Regions from separate parts of the Ovis aries genome. Here region 1 is linked to region 2. Evidence: chromatin contacts called from public Hi-C data. All regions are on one chromosome and are shown on one strand. Each heading gives the region's core, a stretch centred on a gene start, on an enhancer-like site or on the middle of the called end of the contact. The rest is flanking DNA. Distances are from core to core; before and after follow the strand shown.

Evidence for each region. Hi-C and Micro-C count contacts between places; a contact is called where the count stands out from the background.
Region 1: a contact with region 2 is called in a Hi-C map of hypothalamus, with 2.9 times the contacts expected there. The contact joins two enhancer-like sites. A contact is called at or near these places in 2 of 16 Hi-C or Micro-C datasets (hypothalamus and liver).

Annotation. Positions count from the first base shown.
Region 1 is chr14:1,205,939-1,209,216 of ARS-UI_Ramb_v3.0, forward strand. It overlaps ST3GAL2 (ST3 beta-galactoside alpha-2,3-sialyltransferase 2), which reads left to right. Exons shown (of 7, transcript XM_060398225.1): 2 at 1-672; 3 at 2,897-3,090. The coding sequence starts at 334. Among named protein-coding and RNA genes, the nearest start is that of ST3GAL2, 36 kb to the left of the region's middle. Within about 2 kb of position 1,338, at least 5 of the 54 cell types and tissues checked have an H3K27ac peak or open chromatin away from gene starts, as enhancers often do. A contact at or near this core is called in hypothalamus, where this site is marked.
Region 2 is chr14:1,018,453-1,021,984 of ARS-UI_Ramb_v3.0, forward strand. It overlaps IL34 (interleukin 34), which reads right to left. Exons shown (of 8, transcript XM_042231453.1): 3 at 1,869-2,267. The coding sequence starts at 1,896. Among named protein-coding and RNA genes, the nearest start is that of MTSS2, 32 kb to the left of the region's middle. Within about 2 kb of position 2,004, at least 12 of the 54 cell types and tissues checked have an H3K27ac peak or open chromatin away from gene starts, as enhancers often do. A contact at or near this core is called in hypothalamus, where this site is marked.

The DNA of each region.
Region 1 (3,278 bases), core at 88-2,587, 190 kb after region 2:
AGAGGGCTGGGATGGACTGACCTCTTTGCCGGGGCTCCGGAAGCAGCAGAGCCTCTGTGGCCCAGCTAGTGGCAGACGGAGCTGATGAAGCCGTGAGTGGGGCCGGCGGCCGGGACAGGAGCCACTGCCGCCGCCAGACGTTTCTGGCACCGAGGGCGCATGTGCGGGCCCCTGCCGCGGTCCCTGCTCGGCGCCCGCCCGCATGTCCTTTGCACGTGGTGCCAGAGCACGCGGGCTGCGCTGTAGCTGGCCTGCTGGCGGGCTGGGGAAGCAGTGGCCGTGGTGAGGCCCGCCTGCCGCCGGCCTGAGAGCCCAGCTCCCGGGGCGCACACCATGAAGTGCTCGCTGCGGGTGTGGTTCCTCTCCATGGCCTTCCTGCTGGCGTTCGTCATGTCGCTGCTCTTCACCTGCTCCCACCACAGCACGGCCACCCTGCCCTACCTGGACTCGGGCGCCCTGGACGGGGCTCCCCGGGTGAAGCTGGTGCCGGGCTACGCCGGCCTGCAGCGCCTCAGCAAGGAGGGGCCGGCCGGCAAGACCTGCGCCTGTCGCCGCTGCATGGGCGACACCGGTGCCTCCGAGTGGTTCGACAGCCACTTCAACAGCAACATCTCCCCCGTCTGGACTCGGGAGAACATGGACCTGCCCCCCGACGTCCAGAGGTGGTGGATGGTGAGAAAGCCCTGGCCTTTGCTGCCCCTCTCTGGGGTCTGTCCCCTCTGTTTAGGAGACCCCCTGAGAGCCCCCTCTGGGATTTGGGCCGTCTGTCTCCCGGCACCCTTTGTACCCTTCACTGGACCAGCACAGAGTGTAAAGGGTAGAGCAAGCTTTGGCTGGCAAGGGGAGAGAACTCACATTTCCTCGCGCCTGTAGAGGCCAGACAGAGACCAGAAATGCCTGCCGGGTCAAGGAGGTGAAATAAACAGGAGGCAGGTCCCCGGGGAGAAGATGCTGAGACCTGAGGCCCGTGGCAGCAGCAAGGCCTGCCCTTCAGAAAGCAGGTGGCAGCTCAGCTCCAGTGCTTGTTGCCGCGCTGGCCGCTTCCTTGTTTGGAAATGTTTGCCCCAGATAATTAGAAACACTGTTCCATTCAGTCGGTTCTCTCCGCTTGCTAGAAAAGGCTTTCTTCAGGGTTAGGATAAGAAAGTGGCGTCGGGTCCTTTGGGGGCTGAGGTAAGGGAGGAGAGGAAGGCACTCTTCTGGACCCTGTCACCTCTTTGCTGCTTCGGCTCCCTCCCCTCCTCCCGTCGTCTCTGGCACATTGCTCCACAGGCTCCACCAGGGCCATCTGGTCGCCACACATGTCAGCAGTGGCTCCGTGTCAGTCCTTACCCAGGGCCCCGCAGGCTGCCAGCGCTCCCTGCTGAGGGACTGGGGAGCCACTGCATGCTCCCTGGTCTCCCCAGCTGGCAAATGGGGAGGGTGATAACTCTCCCTCTTTCTCACATTCAGGGCAACTGTGAGAATGAGCTCGTGCAATCAGGCCTATCAGAGCCACTCACAGATCCTGCCCCTGGCCCAGCCTGTCAGAGCCCCCGAGGAGGGGGAGTCTACAGGACAGGACCTACCAAGAGCCACACCGGCCCTTCCCGTGGCAACATGGAGCCCTCGAAGGGTCCTGCCTGTTCCTCATAGTCACATCCTTCATTTTATGGGGAAATCCAGGTTCAGAGAGTGCGCAGGGCTTGCCCAAGGGCATTGGTCTCAGAGGTGGCCATGATGGACCGTAGCCGTCCTTGGGCAGTGACGGAGAGGCTGACCAGGTCCCCCTGCCCACAGGGATGAAACTCAGAGCTGTCCAAGCCCTAGAAGCCCCTTCCCTGCTGCTCCCCACAGTCACCCCCCTTCTGCTGTGAACTTAGAAACTCGTGTTTCAGAGCTAAGCTTCCTCTCCACACTGAGTCCCTGTTCTTGTGCTTGGGGGCCCTTGCTGTGCTCAGGGAAGCAGGCCCGCCATCCCCTTCCTGCTTTCCCTTCCCCCGACCAGCTCCTACACAGCCGCAAACCTGCAGCGTTATGGCTCAGACCACGGCATGTTACAGCCCTTAGAGGCGGTGGCCGGGGGGCTGAGTCCAGCTCAGTGTTCTAAAACTGTTTGCCTTAATTGCCATCGTTTAGAAATCAGATTATTTCACATGAGATCTGTATTTTCAGCTTTTCTTGAAAAACTAGAAAATCTGGTCCCTCTCACAGTCCCACAAGGCAACAATTGGCTGAAGTCACCCCTTTTTGATGGCGGTTCCTGTTTGCTATAGGCCCCACCTGCCTCTTCACTGCTGTGTGTTACCTGTCTGGCACCGTGGCGTTTAAGCGCTGCCCTGGCCTCATTTTACAATCTTCAAAATCACTGGTGGCGAGAGGGGCGAGGGACCAGTTTCTTTCCAGCTCTTGACTCTGAGGAATATCTATGCTCTCTTAAGAGCCTTTTCCCCAGGGCTGAGGACTCCAGGTCTCTCCTGGATCTCGCCTGGAGCTTCGGGCTGAGTCCCAGGGGCGCCCCCTGCAGGCTGACTGTGAATGAGTCCCTGAAGCTCCCCTGAGACTTTCCTCATTAACTGCATTCAGAACGACTCTAGAGCAGCTGCCTGGAGAGGACCGCAGAGCAGGGGCCTCTCTACTTTGTGGCACAGGCCTGCAGACCGCTGAAGAACAGGCTGAATAGCGCGTTGACCCCTGAGTCCGGCCAATATTGCAGAGCTGCTCCTGAGAGTCTGGACACCGCTGTGTTGTTGAATGACAGGAGGATCCTCACTGCTCAGGGAGGATTCCCGCCCCACGATAGTAGGAGACCTGCGCAGCTTGGACCCTGGAGGCTGAGGGGAGCAAGCAGGAGTTGCCTCCTGCTCACTCCACCCTCCCTGCACCCCTCTTTCTGTTTTCTCCCTCTCCTCCACAGATGCTGCAGCCGCAGTTCAAGTCACACAACACCAACGAGGTGCTGGAGAAGCTGTTCCAGATAGTGCCAGGCGAGAATCCCTACCGGTTCCGGGACCCCCGCCAGTGCCGGCGCTGCGCCGTGGTGGGCAACTCGGGCAACCTGCGGGGCTCTGGCTATGGGCCTGACGTGGACGGGCACAACTTCATCATGAGGTGAGTCCCAGGGACCCCACAGCTGGATACGGGACAAGCCTCCAGGAGGGGCGCTGGCCTCCTTGGCCTTGCCCAGCTGTGGGAGGAATTGCCAGCTGCTGGGGGTCCTGGAGGACCCTGATTCCCAGAATCTTCCATGACAAGCTCACGTGTCTTGCTTTTGTTTCTGAGGTGAATTAATTGTTGTT
Region 2 (3,532 bases), core at 754-3,253:
CAAGACCCTTCGCGTGGCCTCACAGAGCAGGGTAGCCTGGGGCAATGCGGCCACAAGCCAAGGAACACCAGGAGCCACCAAAGGCTGGAAGAGGCAGCAAGGACCCTCCACCAGAGCCTTCGCAGGGAGCAGAGCTCTGACAGCTTGATTTCAGACCGCTGACCTCCCCAGCTGTGACAGAGTGCATTTCTGCTGTTTCGCCAAGTCTGTGGCAATTCATCAGAGAAGGCAATGGCACCCCAATCCAGTGCTCTTGCCTGGAAAATCCCATGGACAGAGGAGCCTGGTGGGCTGCAGTACAAGGGGTCGCTAAGAGTCGGGCACGACTGAGCGACTTCACTTTCACTTTTCATTTTCATACATTGGAGAAGGAAATGGCAACGCACTCCAGTGTTCTTGGCCTGGAGAATCCCAGGGATGGGGAGCCTGATGGGCTGCCGTCTATGGGGTCACACAGAGTCGGACCCGACTGAAGCGACTTAGCAGCAGCAGCAGCAGCAGCAGCAGTGGCAATTCACTGGGGCAGCTGCTCCTTGTCCAGCACCCAGCCCCTCCCGAGCTCCTGATCCGCAGCCCCCGCCACAGCCGGGCCGCTGCACGCCGCCCCATGCACCATGCCCCTCCGCCAGGACTCTCCATTTTCACCTCCCTCTTCAGAAGGGACCTTCATCACCTCCTGCCGGAAGGCTGGAATAGAGACTCTCCCCAGAGCAGAGGGACTCCCGATCCCAGCCCCCACCCCAGACCACGCATCTTCCAGGGCTCCTGCCGTCTCATCAGTCAGCCGCCCCTAACCCTGGCTTCCACAGCCTCAGCCACCCGAGCCCAGACCGACGTCCAGCCTGGCCTCGCACTCCGCCTGCTGAGGTTTGCTCACGCTGTTCCCCCTCCCTGGAAGGAGTGCCGTCCTCACCTCCCCAGATCTATGCATGCAGACCCACCCACCTCTGAGACCATTTCAAGTGGCACCTCACTCTGCTGTTTCTCCTGCTCCCCCTGCCCCTCACGACTTGGAAAATTCCAGAACACCAAGTCTGGGCCCTCCCACCCGTTCTGAACATCCTGACCCTTTGCAGTGCCCTCCGCAAGGGCCGGGGAGGACCCAGCTCCTCAGCGCATCCCTCGGAGGATCAGACCCCAGATCTCATGTAAACAGCACACGGTTCCCAGCACCTAACTCCACGCCGGGTATTAGAGACGCACAAGATAGCCCAGGTCCTTGTCACCATGGCAGTGCCTCTCCAGTGGGCACGTGGGTGGCACCAGAAAAAATATGTTGAATTTGAGTCGACTAAATTGAGTCCTGGAGTCTGAAGGGAGCTTGGTCTGGCTTCCCACCAGCAGACTCGAGAGGCTTCTAGATTCTTTTTCTTTTCTGTCCTCATTTCAACTATTTTTCTTTTTCCCAACACCACCGTTCTCTTCCTGCCTTTTGATTTAGCTCTTCACGGAGGGAGAGGCAGAGGGAACAGCCTGCGCTTCTCTCATATGTCTCAGGGCCCAGACAATTTCATAAGCCCCCACCCCAGACTGGCCACCCCGAGGGAAGCCAGAAGTCTCTCTACTGTGCTCCCCAGCACCAGTGAGCCTGGGCAGGTGAGGTCCTGCCTCCCAGCCCCAGGGCCTGCCCTGTCCCCGTGACCCACTGACTGTGCCCACCCACTCCAAGGCTCACAGCCATCATGCCTGTCTGAGCTGGAGACAGGGCAGACAGCGTGGGAGTCCCTGAGGGCGCTTGCCATTAAGCTGGGAAGCATCTCGACTTCTCCCCAGGAAGAATGCCCTGGTTGCCGCGGTTACAGCAGAGCCCGGCTGCGGGGCCCTCCCCGGGCAGCCCCCACGGACCCCCAGCCCCGCTGGGTACTCACAGCGCAGCCAGGCCAGTCCCTGGGGCATGGTGGTGCACGGGTCTTGCAGAGCACAGACGCGCGTCCCCAGAGGTGTGTCTGCTCACAGAGGCCCGAGGAGGGCCTGCATGGCCCCGGTCAGCAGAGGGAGCCGGGAGTGAGGAAGGGCTGGCCTCGGGGGAGTGGCCGGGCAGGGCGGCAGGTGCCCCGGGCAGAGCTCCCCCTTATCTGCCTGACAGTGCGGGCGGCAGCCAGCGGGCGGCGGCCGTGGGCCCCATGGCAGCAAGACCTGGCCTGAGACGGCTGCCTCGGGGTCTTTCTTCGGAGCAGGACAGAGTCCCCCGCAGGCCTCGGAATCTGCGGCTGGCTTGTGCTTTCTCTGATTTCTCCGTCTGCAGCTGCTCAGTGTGAAACCTGGCTCTGGAAAGAGAAAGGAGGAGAGAAACCGATTATGTAAGCGTGGTGCTGCCACTCAGCCCCCGGCCACAGGCACGCAGAGCCGACCGTGCAGGCGGCAGCCACGGCCAGCTGGGCCCACAGGAAGGCCAGGGGCACACCGCTCGGACGCAGGACCACAGGGCATCCACAGGGCAGCCTCAGTCCAGGGGTGAGTTCGAAGGATACAGGCGGACACCCTGGGGCCAAAACCAAAGCAGGACCAAGGAATGAATGGGCTGTGTGGGTTCAACCTGGGGAGCTTCCTGAGGGGAGATCATAGATAAACCAGATGAATGACTTGGACTGCAGGGAGATTTTTTTTTTTAAAGCAGATCATTCACCACTCTACTCACTTTCAGGCTTAGTTCCATTCTCACATTCCAAATCTGCCTTCCCAAGTATGGAGTACCCAGTTAAATTTGAATTTCACATAAATGATACAAACTTTTTTTTAGTATAATTATGTCATGAATGGGGCTTCCCTGTTAGCTCAACTGGTAAAGAATCCACCTGCAATGCAGCAGACCCTGGTTTGATTACTGGGTTGGAAAGATCCCCAGGAGGAGGGCATGGCAACCCACTCTAGTATTCTTGCCTGGAGAAGCCCCATGGACAGAGGGGCCTGGTGGGCTACAGTCCATCAGGTGGCAAAGAGTCAGACACGGCTGAAAGACTAACGCACAGCACATCACATGTGAACACTTTTTTAGTATAAGTATATCCCAAATATTGCATGGGACATACTTATGCTACAAGAATATTCACTGCCTATCTGAAATTCCAAATTAACTGGGACTCCTGTATCTTCATTTGCTAAATTTGGCAACTCTATTATAAAAAATGCTGTGACTTTTTCTGAGTGTTCACTATCTGGTAGGCCCACAGCTAAGGCCTTTATAATCATTAAATCCTCACAACAACCTTCAGTTCAGTTCAGTTCAGTTCAGTAACTCAGTCGTGTCCGACTCTTTATGACCCCATGAATTGCAGCATGCCAGGCCTCCCTGTCCATCACCAACGCCCGGAGTTCACTCAGACTCACGTCCATCAAGTCAGTGATGCCATCCAGCCATCTCACTCTATAGTCCCCTTCTCCTCCTGCCCCCAATCCCTCCCAGCATCAGAGTCTTTTCCAGTGAGTCAACTCTTCACATGAGGTGGCCAAAGTACTGGAGTTTCAGCTTTAGCATCATTCCTTCCAAAGAAATCCCAGGGCTGATCTCCTTTAGAATGGACTGGTTGGATCT